Regions from separate parts of the Arabidopsis thaliana genome. Here region 1 is linked to region 2. A link is a contact called in public ChIA-PET data. All regions are on one chromosome and are shown on one strand. The core of a region is the stretch at or near the end of the contact, and the rest is flanking DNA. Distances in the headings are between cores, read along the strand shown.

Region 1 (6,092 bases), core at 2,552-5,051, 34 kb before region 2:
TCTTTGTTGTCTTTATCTCATTTGAATTTATTGTGTTGGACTTTGCAGATGAAAGGGTTCGAGATCATCAAGGCGATTCATCTTGACCCAGTGCCATTTGACATGGAACGAGATCTTCTTACGCCGACCTTCAAAAAGAAAAGGCCTCAGTTGCTGAAATACTACCAGGTAATACAAACACTTTTGCGTATTGAAACATTTAGAAATCTACTGACATTAAGTATTAATTAACATGGTCTCTTCGTCATCTGCCAGAGTGTGATCGACGAAATGTACAAGACCATAAATGCAAAATTTGCTTCCAGAGGGTAGATTCCTCCTCACTCTCGGTCCTTGGGTCTCTCATTTTGCATGACGAAGACTTTGTTAATAGGCTCTTCTCTCATCTGTGTACAATATTTGAATATTTCATAGCATCAGATCAGTCCAGAGCTGCTACACTGTTTTTCTTTTCTATCTTTTTTTGGAAATTTACTTTTATGTTCTATACTTGAATGCTATCTCTTTGCCAAAAAAAAAAAAAAAGAATGCTATCTAACTTTTCTTTTTAATAAAATTTTAAAATACATGGCGCTGTCTCAGTATATGTTTTTCGGAAACTATTTATTAATATTCTTCGTAAATTTAGTCAGGTCACATGTTTGAAAAGGGAAATAATATCCGATAACACTGCAAAGAATACAATATTTTCTGCTAAAACATACCGTGTACTGTGTCTATTTCAGACGTCATACAATTTTGAGGAAAAGAAAATGAGGCCAAATCTGTCAACAAGACATGCTAAGATCTCTACTAATTCATTCAGGTGGTACTAAAATCCAACTTGTTCACCCCATTTGCTTCAAATCACGGAATCAGCAAGAAGTTCCGGTACACTGACAAGTTCTTCCCATGGCAGCAATTGTGATAAAGGCGAATTTTGTAGAGCAACCAACTCTTCCCTATTGTACTTCACCCTCTGATCTGTACCCACATATCACACATTTAAACTTTGAGCCCTTCTTCTTCCTTATCAAGAATTGTTATAATAAAGCACGTTAGTGAGAAAAGGGCGTACCTAAAAAACTCCTGGGAACAGCAACAGAACTCTCCGGCCTCTGGTTGTTCCTCCTTGCTACCTTTCCAAAACTCTGTGGAGTAGATGACCGAGGAAGAAGTTGATTCTGGTCGAGAGAAGAAGAGTCAGCATGCTCATGCCTCACCTTGATGTGAGGGTACCTTTTGCAGAGACCAGCAATATCATCTTTGGTTAAAAGCCAACAACCTTGGAGGTCGAGTGTTCTTAGCCTGTTAGGTGGTCTAAACTTCTCAAGACCATTGCTGGTCAAAACTCCATCTCGGACTCCGAGACTGACTAGGTTTGGAAGAGAGGAGAGATGGTGGAGTGTGGAATCTGTGAGGGATGTGCTTGTTAGGGACAAATGTGTTAATCCAGTAAGGCTACTTAGACCGGAAAGAGCTTTGTCACCCAGGTACGGATGTTCTAGACTCAGGGTTTCAAGGGAAGTTAGAGATTGTAGTGCTGCTAGTGACTTCTCTTTTTCTTCTTGTGGAGATATTAGATAGTAGAATCCTGAAAAAAATAGAGTCGTAGGGTTATGATAGGGTTAATAATCACTCGTTAGATCTTAGAAGGCTCATACATACCTAGGGTGCTGTTCATGCCCAAGTCAAGGGCTTTAATGCAAGGCATCGTGGTGCTGATAAGCAAGATGGAAAGATCGTCGACAAATGTCTGGGACATAGATAATGTCTCAAGTTGTGGCACATGTCCAGCAAGATTCCCGACCCCAGAAGGAGTGATTTGTGTATCCGAGACATTAAGATTCTTTAGATTCTCACCAACACATGCTACAAACCCAACAGAATCATCCCCGAAAGCTGTGGAGCTCAGATCAAGATGTTCTAGGTTAAACATAGTTTCTAAGAAGCTGAAGTTTTTGAGGGAAGTCTTGGAAACGTCTAAGTAGGTTATACAGCTTTTGTTGGTAAAGGACAAGGACTCTGTCTCGGCACTGAAATTAGCTCCCGATAAAACTAGCTTTTTCAAGGAAGCTAATGAGCTATGAGTTTTTGGTTCGGAGACAATGGTGCACGTGTTCATGTGTAAGCATTCAAGGTGCGGAATGTTTGGAGTCTGTGTGATGCTTGTCCACGAGAGGTTTAGGAAGCTCAAGTTAGAAAATTTGAGAATACTGACAGCTCCTTGGTTGGTTACGTTGCTTCCCCAGATGTCAAGGTACTCTAGCTTTGTCAGTGCCTGAGCAGCAATAAAGAAAATGGCGGTCAGAAAAACTAAAAAAAGATTGATCGTCTACATATTAAATGTTATTACAAATAGGCATGTTTTTCAGTGACAAAAATAAAATAAAAATAGGCATGTTTTTAATAAGTGAATTCGGGCATACAAACATCTTCACGCAAGAAACTATATTGAACATACACTTGAACTTCATTTGTAGGGATTAATGGGTTTAATAACCAGGAAATGATATTTGAATTTTAGAATCCTGAAGACTAAATAGTTTCTGTGCACATTATACTCTATACTCAACATAGTAGTAGTACCTAGAACTTTACAATTTTAGCAGAGCTCTCTAACAAATTTAACTAGATAGATAGATGATAACTATTGAACTACACAGTTCAATAACATACATCATGCAATTAAAACAACCCTAATGACTACAATAAAGAAAGAGCACAGGTAATACCTGGAGAGAAATCAAGTTCTGATCAGTTACAGGTAAGCCGCCCAAATCCAAAAGAGACAATTTTTTAAGTGAAGCAAGAAGAGAAATTCCAACTTCAGTGACACCTGTCTGTGAAATCCACAACTTTTTCAGATTTACAACAGATTGGAGGTGCTTCATACCAGCATCCGTAACCTTGAAACATCTTGAAAGGTCCAACTCTGTCAAACTTGTTAATCCTGAAAATCCAATATCACATATTAAACACTTAAATTTCTCTTAAACTTCCATTCCAAAACTCGGAGTATATCACTCAACATACCTGTGATAGGCCAGAGGGTGGAACTGTTGATTCTCTGGCAATCTGAAAGATTTAGAGTAATTAGATTAACGAAGCCTCCAATGTAAGCCATCCATTCTGCGTTAACTGAGCTTTTGCCTCGGAGATCTATATTCTCTACAGAATATTTGAATCCTCTGCACAGAAAAGAGTCTTGTTTAGTTGTGTGATACAGATACAATAGTTCAGTGTCCATGCAATCATTGCATTTTCCGCAACGATGTACCAAGACCAACACAATTCTACAGCTAAACACTTCAGGAATAATTATTTCAACATGAATACAGAAAAAAAAAAAATTCTAATCAAATTTAAAAACTAAGATCCCAAGCGATCACTCAATATCTCAAATCGAAGCATATATATATATATATAGCTCAGCATTTCGAGATCAGAAATCAGATTCATATTAGAAACGATCAGAACTATGTAAGGAAGTGAAGAGTTTACTCGAGTAACGAAGGGAAAAGAAGCCGCTTTTTGAGGAGGCGACGGAGGAGAGCATCAGCAAGGTGAGGAGGCAGACTCTCAAGACTACGCCGCTGAAGTCGCCATCGTTCCACCGCATCTCCGCTCTTACAAGCTTCCTTTAAGCATAGACGCACCAAAGGACTCTCCATCTCCAATCTCCAAATCGCTGAAATCTCTGATCTTAGCTCCAAATTTCACAAACCGATCCAACCTTTATATAATAAGAATAAAAACCCTAAATAAAATAGAAAATCAAAGAATTAAAAAAATCCGCCAAAAACAAAAAACAAAAAGTTGTTCATCCTTATTGGGCCACTAAAGCCCAAACGTTTCTAGCTTATATGGCCCGTTGATTCACGTGTATCAGCACGTGCCTTCTTCTATTGAACGTTGTCGAGTGTCGACTATATCATACTAATCTTAGCTCCAATTCTGCAGATTTTACTCTCATCCTAAATAAACCTCTCTTCATCGAAAATGTGGAGACTCTCTGTGTCAATTTTCCTCTTCTCATGTCTCTTCGTTTCTTCGTCTTCGTTGGGCGATTCGGAGGCGACGTGTTCCGGTATAGTTCCGTTACGGTACCGGTACGATAAGATCTCGATAACCGACTTTGGAGGCGTTGGAGATGGTCGAACGGTGAATACTAAGGCGTTTAGGGCGGCGATTTATCGGATTCAGCATCTGAAGAGGAGAGGAGGCACGCTTTTGTATATACCTCCGGGAGTGTATTTGACGGAGAGCTTCAATCTCACTAGCCATATGACTCTTTACTTAGCTAAAGGTGCTGTGATTAGAGCTGTTCAGGTAAAATTTCAAATTTTCTGGTTTATCACTGTGAATTTTGAATTATGAAATTGGATTGGTATGAGATGATTTGAAATGAGTAATGAGTGACGAATTCGTTAGTTGCTGATTTGAAATTGAAATTAGCTCATTAGTCAAATGTTATTAATGAATTAATGGTTACTAATCTTTCTTGGTGAGTGGTCTATATCTACTCTCTGGAAATGAGTTTGATGATTAACTGTCAAATACTGTGAGTGATTACATTTCAAATTTTTTTGACTATAGTTATTATTTTTATAAAGTATAGTATTCTAAAAATAGAATTGCATTTTTTTTTTTGCCTATTTGATTGGATCTGAATTGGAGTGAATTCTCAAAATGTCATCTTTTTGATCAAGTTTTTATTTTGAAAGAAGAAAGAAGATTTGGGGAACCATGCACGTATAATAATTGATAAGTAGTAATAACTATGGGTATGGAATTTGGTATTGGTAGGTCCAAGCTCCAAAGCATCATGGGACCGTCGGGGATAAAATGTTATTGTATGCATGTGGTGTACTGCTTTTATGTCTATGTTTCAATAGCTGACCCGAAGATAGCTGGCAAATTTTGTCTTCGCGTTATCCAATTTTTGTCAAAATTTGGTTATTATATTCTCTACTAGTGTATGTGATATATTAAAGAAAATATCTAAGTGACTAAAGTAGATTAAATCTTGGTTAGAGTGTTTTCTATAGTTGGGACTGTGGATAGTTATGGGTTTTATGGGACTCTGGACAGTTATGGGTTTCATAATCCTTTAGTGAGTATCTCAGATCAATGAAGTAGGATGCTGCCATCTATGTTAAATACTCAGATTTAATTTTCTGCTTGGTTTGTCTTCATGTGAGTGAAGAAAAAACACAAAACTTGTCATTGTAGTGCATATCAATGTGTGTGTGTGTGTGCACCTTATGACCGATTTTGAGCTTGTAAACATTAATAAGTCAGGACCATTTCATTTGTCCTGAGACAGAAATGAGGACAAGGCCACTTCGTTGAAATTTGGGTGATTAATGCAGAGTGGGAATCTTGTGAATTGTTTTGTGACCTTTTGGCTTTTGTTGTGTGTTGACTTCAGGATACCTGGAATTGGCCATTGATTGATCCTTTGCCGTCTTATGGAAGAGGGAGAGAGTTACCAGGGGGACGGTATATGAGCTTTATTCATGGTGATGGGCTTCGTGATGTAGTCATCACTGGTTAGTTTCGACCATCTTATATTTCAGTCATATCTATATGGCTTAGATGATACAGTTCAAAATAGATATTTTGTTACAAGAAATATTCTTCTTGTTGCAGCACTGTTTTGACATTAAATTGCAACACTATGTACACAGGACAAAATGGGACAATAGACGGTCAAGGAGAAGTGTGGTGGAACATGTGGCGTAGTAGAACGCTAAAGTACACAAGACCGAACTTAATCGAGTTCAAGGACTCTAAGGAGATCATAATCTCCAATGTTATTTTCCAAAATTCACCTTTCTGGAACATTCATCCTGTGTATTGCAGGTATATAACACTAGTTAATACCCTTTAGATCTCCCAAACGTAGATATAATATATCTTCCTCTTCTTATGGTATTGACTTTGTTACTTGTTTTGATCCGTGGCAGCAACGTTGTCATCCATCACGTTACGATCTTAGCTCCACAAGATTCTCCCAACACCGATGGAATCGATCCAGGTTCATCTTACTCTTAACTCTTTTTCCAATCCACAGTAGACTACTAGATTGGTTGCTGTGATCAAACATG
Region 2 (6,088 bases), core at 1,821-4,320:
CACTCGGTGTTGAAGTCTCTGAGGCTCCATTTTCGGATTTGGGTTTGAGTTCGGGTTCCGGTTCAATGCTGGTTCGTCGGTTTCCAACGTTCTCGATGAGCCTAACCAAATCAGACATCTTTGGCCTCTGATCTGCTGCTTTCACAACACAGGACATTGCAATCTGCAACATCTCAACCATCTCTTCCTCTATGTTTGTATACCTCAGAAGCTCGATGTCGAATACTTCTGCGGTCCATTCCTCTCTCACTACTGAATGTACCCATCTAACCAAGTGGATGATCTCGTCCCCTGCAATGTCCATCACAGAATGATCATTAAACCGAAAATATATCAGCTGAAACAGTCTAGTCACTTCGGGTTGTAGCGTTACCTGCGGTAGTGTGAATGGGCGATTTTCCCGTGAGTAGTTCGAGTAGAACAACACCGAAGCTGTAAACATCTGACAATTGAGAAGACTTCCTTGTGTCGGTTACTTCTGGTGCACGGTAACCAGCTTGCCTCGATATCGGTGGAGCCAAGGGACTCATTACAGCAGTTAATCCAAGATCAGAGACACAGCCATTACTCTCGGAATTCAAGAATATATTCGAAGATTTGATGTTCCCATGGACGAGTTTTCCATTGTTTTCTTTGTGGATACGAGCAATCCCTTTAGCTGCGCCAATAGCTATTTTCATTCTTGTTTCCCAGTCTAGAGGAATCCTGTTTTCTCCTCTGTTACCTGAAAACCAAAACATTTCAACTCTACAATGAGCCTAAAGCAAATGGGTTTGATTCTGATAGTAGTTATGATGCATTAGATCAAAAAGTGAAACGTACCATGAAGCAAAGAAGCCACACTTCCTCGGCTGAAATAGTCATAAACCATTAGCTTCTCGTCTTTAGAGTAATAGTATGCCTTAAGCTCCACAACGTTTTCATGCTTAATACCTCCAATGATCTCCATCTGCTGCTCGAAATCACGTTTCCCAGCCGCAACATCCTTAAGACGTTTCACAGCAACAGAAGTTGCATCTTCAAGAACTGCTTTGTACGTCGTGCCAAACGTGCCTTTACCAAGAACCTCAGCAGAAGCTCTCAATAGATCCTCAAGATCAAAAGAGTAGTTACATCCTTCAAAGAACGATAACCGGTTGTTCACATCTTCCATCCGAGAAACAAATTTCTCAGGAGACATCCCACCTTTCTTCTGCAACTTATTATCCGAAATGACCCCATCACCGCGTCTTAACTTCCTTCTTACGTAACAAACAGTCAACACAAACGCCAAAGCCGTAATCACCACAATGGAAACAGCAATAACAATCAACAAGAACACCGTCTCGGATAGTCCCAAGAAGCGAGCTTTCGACGGTTTCTGATGAGTCTGCTCGCTAGGTGGTGGCGGCGTAACGAGGGTGTAGTTACCACCAGGAGGAATAATATCAATGCCTGTATAAGACGAGAACGGGAACCTTCGAAGCCAATCTGGTATCGGTCCAGCAAGATCATAATTGTTGGACAAGTCAATGTGCTGCAGACTAGAGAGCACACTCAGATCAGGAATATCACCAGAAAGCGTATTGTTAGCAAGATTTAACGACTGAATCCGCTTAAGACGAGACAACGAACTCGGGATTGTCCCGTTGAACCCGTTGTTTGAGAGATTAACACTAGTGAGATTCTTCCAAACAGAGAAATCCAATGGCAAAGGACCAGACAAGTTGTTATCCTGAAGATAAAGAAAGGCCAAATCTTTCAACTCAACAAAATCCTTAGGAAACTCGCCGGAGATTAGATTGGATCTGAGACTAAGAACTCTGAGAGCTGAGAGTCTGCTTATAGTGTTTGGAGGAATCTGACCATTGAGTCCAACGCCTGGTAATCTAACGGCTATGATTCGAGATCCGTCTTGATTACAAGTAACTCCGGTCCAGATGTTGCAGACTTGAGAAGTCTCGTTCCAGTTGAGTGAACGAGTTGGTTGCATAATGGTAAGAAACTCAAGCAATGCGCGTTTGTCTTCTAATGGATCTGAGTTTGCTCCATAGATAATCAAACACAGAGAGAGACAGAGACTCCATAGATAAATCCTCAAAGCTTCCATTTTTTTGAAAGTGAAAAAAACGAGCTGTTTCTTTTTGTAATCTGGAGCTGGAGAAAAACAACAATCAAAAACCAATTTAGCTCAATTTGATTGTGGTGATGATGATGATGGACATATAAATGGTGAAAATTTGTGAACTTTAATTTAAAATAAAAGGTACCAAAAAAGCGAAAAGATTACAGATTTCTAGAAGACTGCTGATTATAAAAGCAAAAGTGGAATCTTGAAGTTGTTCTATGTGACCACTGGAGATTTTAAAATACAACAGGAGTGGGAGACATAAAAAGTGAGTAACTTTAAGCTTCGAAAATGACGAAGCTTTAATTTAAACTCACATAAACCCTAGAATTTCTGGTAATTAAAATTGTCGAAAAGTAGAACCCTAACTCTACTACGAGATTAAATTTATTAAAAATAAAGAATTGGTAACCTCGCTTTTTTCCAGATCTGAACTTTATTGTCGGCTTAGTTTCTTCTCGAGAATCGAATCAGCTCTGGAGTTTTTTAAGAACACAACTCGAAATTAAGAGGAAGAGAGAACAACTTCTTCAATTACGCAGTGAAGATAATGTGAAGAACCGCCATTGAAGCACTTGTGAAGTTAAGAAGAGCTTGTGATTTTCAAGCAACGGATATAATTTTGTTCTTATTTTTTGGCATATTAAAGTGGGTGAAAGTGACGAGGGAAGATACTGATGCGACTCTATTGTTTCTTTATACGGTTTACAGGTTGGTGACCGGTGAGTCTGTACGTACCCGGTTATTTAATACCGAACCGGGGACCATTGAACTTTTTAATGCCAAATTAAGGCTGTATCTTTCAATTTGTAATCGATCTTCGTTTTACAAAGTTCGATTCGTTCTGAAGTAATGTAAATTAATCGGAACATTAGCTATTTGTTAAACCGGTTAAGTTTTCTGAACCGAGATATACATAACCGGTTGTTTAATTGGTCAACGCTAACAAAAAGAACGATATAGTAATTAATTATGTTAAGAAGGAAATTATTTAACTTACCAAATGTATTAGGCAAATACGTTTTTTTTTGTTTTGTAGTACTTGTCATAATGAAGCTCAAGGCATTTAAAGCATATCGACTTCTACCATTTTAATAAAATTCTTGGTTTCTTTTTGGCATCAATAAATATTCTCTTTTTATAATATTACTATTTCTTCGGTGTATTAAATATTTGACCGACGCAATTATAGAATTTATAGTGCATCATAATAGACCAATAATTTTCAAATCTTTCATGATTATTATGATGATTTTACACCATCTTACCACATTGAGAGGCAATGAGTATAAGGCCATTAAAGCATTTGAATCTATAAAGATTATTTTATACTATAGTTTTGTTCCTATACTTGAAATATGTACCCAAAAAAATTAGCTTATGGTCTCAGAAATGGTTTATTCAAGAATTGTCAACCATGAGAACAAGAAAGCTTTAAATCTACATATACATTTTTGCAGCCATTTTGTGAAATAAATTTTGTAGTTGAGATTTATTTACAATAGCTGCCACTGGATTTTAATGTTTGTTTTGATAATTAAAAATAAAATTTTTGAATTAAATATTTGAAAATCTTCCCGAAATCTCTCTACATTAACTACACGATTAGTTACTAAAATAAAACTTCCAATATATTTAATATCATTGAATTACTACAAAATTATTATTTTTGATATTGTTTTTCTACATGACTATAACAATTCGATTATAATCATCAAACCGCACAAATATTTGATAGCATTTAATTACTACAAAATTACAAAATATTTAAACAATGATTCATAAACATATCATAAATGAGATCAATGAGTTTTTTTTACGGGACAGGTTGGCGGGACGGATTTGATAGGACGTTACTTAATAACAATTGTAAACTATAAAATAAAAATATTTTATAGATAGATATAATTTGTAAACTTTTATATATACTAACTTAAAAAAATAAATTGTCCCCGCGATATACCGCGGGTTAAAATCTAGTATTATTGAAGATTTCATCAAATAAGTACAAACTTCAATATAGTATATAACATTGTCTTCATACACAAGTTAAATCTCGCACAAAACCAGGAGATCTAGTCACTTCCTAAAAATGGGTGACCTTTTCAAATCTCAGGTTTCCTTTTAATATTTCGGATTTTTGATACCGACGAATCACACACACTGTGATGTTCTATAGACTAAAACAAAAAAAATAGCCCACAAGACAAGATAATGAAAGACACAGAGTTTGTGATAACCGGTACCGGGTTTTAGGTGGAAAGAACAAGCGAGAGATGTAATTTCCCGGTCCATTCTTCACCCGGTTTCAAGGTGATGGGTTTCTCAATGGCTGCTCCATCCACACACAACATGTGTCTATACTCATCATCTCCCAAATCCGTCAATGCTCTCGCTTTCTTCTCCCATGGATTCCATACCACTGCAACAAACCGAGAATCTAATACTGTTAAAAACTGGATTCTTGGTAAAAAGGGCGGTTAAGGTTTTCGGTATTTGGATCTTACCGACATCAGGTAGACCTTCTTTCTTGATGAGGAATGTGCGTTTTCTCTCATGGTCGAAAATGGCAACCACGTCTTTAGAATTTAGGTACACTCTATCGATCTCTGATTCAAAGGTTAATGCATCGCCTTGCTCTGTGAACCGCTCTCTATCATGCATATTATCAAGATAGTCAAGAGTTTCCAGCCCTTCAAGTCTAACTTCACTGATAAATACCAAAAGAAAAGAGAATGTATTGAGTTCTACGTTATATTATGTGACAGCAGAGACTAGTAGAGGCTAAATTCGGTGTTTCACCTAATATCGGAAATGGAGAAGTAAGTGTGGTAAGCAATGGAAAAGCTAAAAGGCTTTGAATTGATGTTTCTGACTCGTGATATCAGTGTTAGGTTCCCATCTAATGCCAATGAGACTCTCAGATGAAACTCAAAGCTGAAACAAGAGCAATAGCAATTTAATCATGCTGAAATGAAAAGAATCAGATCATATCGAGGAATCAAAATAAAATCATTTGATCGGGTTTGCAACCTACCTGTAAGGCCAGATCCTCATCGTATCTTCATCAGATGACTTAAGCACCAAATCAACATAGGCTTTTCCAGTTGAGTCAAATGAAGGTAAAGCAGGTGGATTGTTTTCTACAAGCCACATCTTGTTTCTTGCAAACCCGTGTTGCTCAAGTGATCCCCGAGTTCCAAACTTATGAATAAAAAAAATATAAAGAAATGTGATCAAAACCAAGATTATTCATGTCCAATATTACATGTTACTTTTCAAAAGTCTATATACCTGAGGAAAGCATATAGGGATTCCTCCTCGTACCGGATGGGGAGGCTTCAAGTTGGCCTGAAACAAGAGCATGTAGTTCAGTAAATATGATACAAAGTTGCGTAGAATGTTGAAAAAGGCGAGTTCTTTACCTTGGTGCTGTTGAATAACAATTCATCACCCTTGTCAGTCTTCCATGAAAGAACTTGTCCTCCATGTAAACTAATCTGAATCATAAACAAACCGTCAGTTCAATAAGCGAAATGGAAATGCTTATGAATGTGGTCCATGAATCATAAAAGCCAAAGTTTCCATGGCCAACAACATCAAAACTATATCTAAAGCTATCAGATTTGTCTTGTTAAGAGAGTTTAAAGCCACAACTACGAACTAGGCCTTCAACTTTCAAGAATCAGAACCCAAATAACCAGTAGAAACAGAGCAATCAAACACGCTTATAAACACTCTGATACTAAGAACCAAATACACAATTTTCCCCCAAAATAAGACCTTTTGGACCAATTTAAATGTATCAAGAGTTTGGAAGAGGCATAACATCGAACAGTTAGTGGGCATATCTTAAAAGTCAACATCTTATCCTATAATCCTGAATCTTGCATCGAAGAATGATTCTACTTTCGTAAACACAACCAATAACATAGGAGAACCAAAATGAAACAAGAATAAATACAAAAGCTATAACCTTTA

Evidence for each region. ChIA-PET counts read pairs in DNA pulled down with a chosen protein or histone mark.
Region 1: an H3K4me3 ChIA-PET map of shoot shows a contact between it and region 2, with 16 read pairs. The contact joins the promoter of AT4G23820 here to the promoter of AT4G23740 in region 2. A contact is called at or near these places in 11 of 26 Hi-C or Micro-C datasets (callus, cotyledon, leaf and 4 more), 1 of 2 datasets of contacts at active chromatin or transcription factors (shoot) and 1 of 3 other capture datasets (seedling).

Annotation. Positions count from the first base shown.
Region 1 is chr4:12,397,940-12,404,031 of TAIR10.1, reverse strand. It overlaps AT4G23820 (Pectin lyase-like superfamily protein), which reads left to right and starts at 3,801. Exons shown (of 5, transcript NM_118513.3): 1 at 3,801-4,311; 2 at 5,414-5,534; 3 at 5,673-5,847; 4 at 5,952-6,022. The coding sequence starts at 3,982. AT4G23840 (Leucine-rich repeat (LRR) family protein) reads right to left here and starts at 3,855. Exons shown (of 6, transcript NM_118515.4): 1 at 3,484-3,855; 2 at 3,016-3,170; 3 at 2,715-2,932; 4 at 1,648-2,260; 5 at 1,058-1,573; 6 at 545-963. The coding sequence starts at 3,653. The coding sequence ends at 842. It overlaps LACS4 (AMP-dependent synthetase and ligase family protein), which reads left to right. Exons shown (of 19, transcript NM_118516.5): 18 at 49-168; 19 at 256-578. The coding sequence ends at 312.
Region 2 is chr4:12,363,064-12,369,151 of TAIR10.1, reverse strand. It overlaps AT4G23740 (Leucine-rich repeat protein kinase family protein), which reads right to left and starts at 3,070. Exons shown (of 4, transcript NM_118505.5): 1 at 2,520-3,070; 2 at 823-2,136; 3 at 374-724; 4 at 1-291. The coding sequence starts at 2,089. It overlaps AT4G23730 (Galactose mutarotase-like superfamily protein), which reads right to left. Exons shown (of 7, transcript NM_118504.4): 1 at 6,084-6,088; 2 at 5,533-5,607; 3 at 5,402-5,458; 4 at 5,145-5,311; 5 at 4,910-5,044; 6 at 4,615-4,817; 7 at 3,949-4,529. The coding sequence ends at 4,360.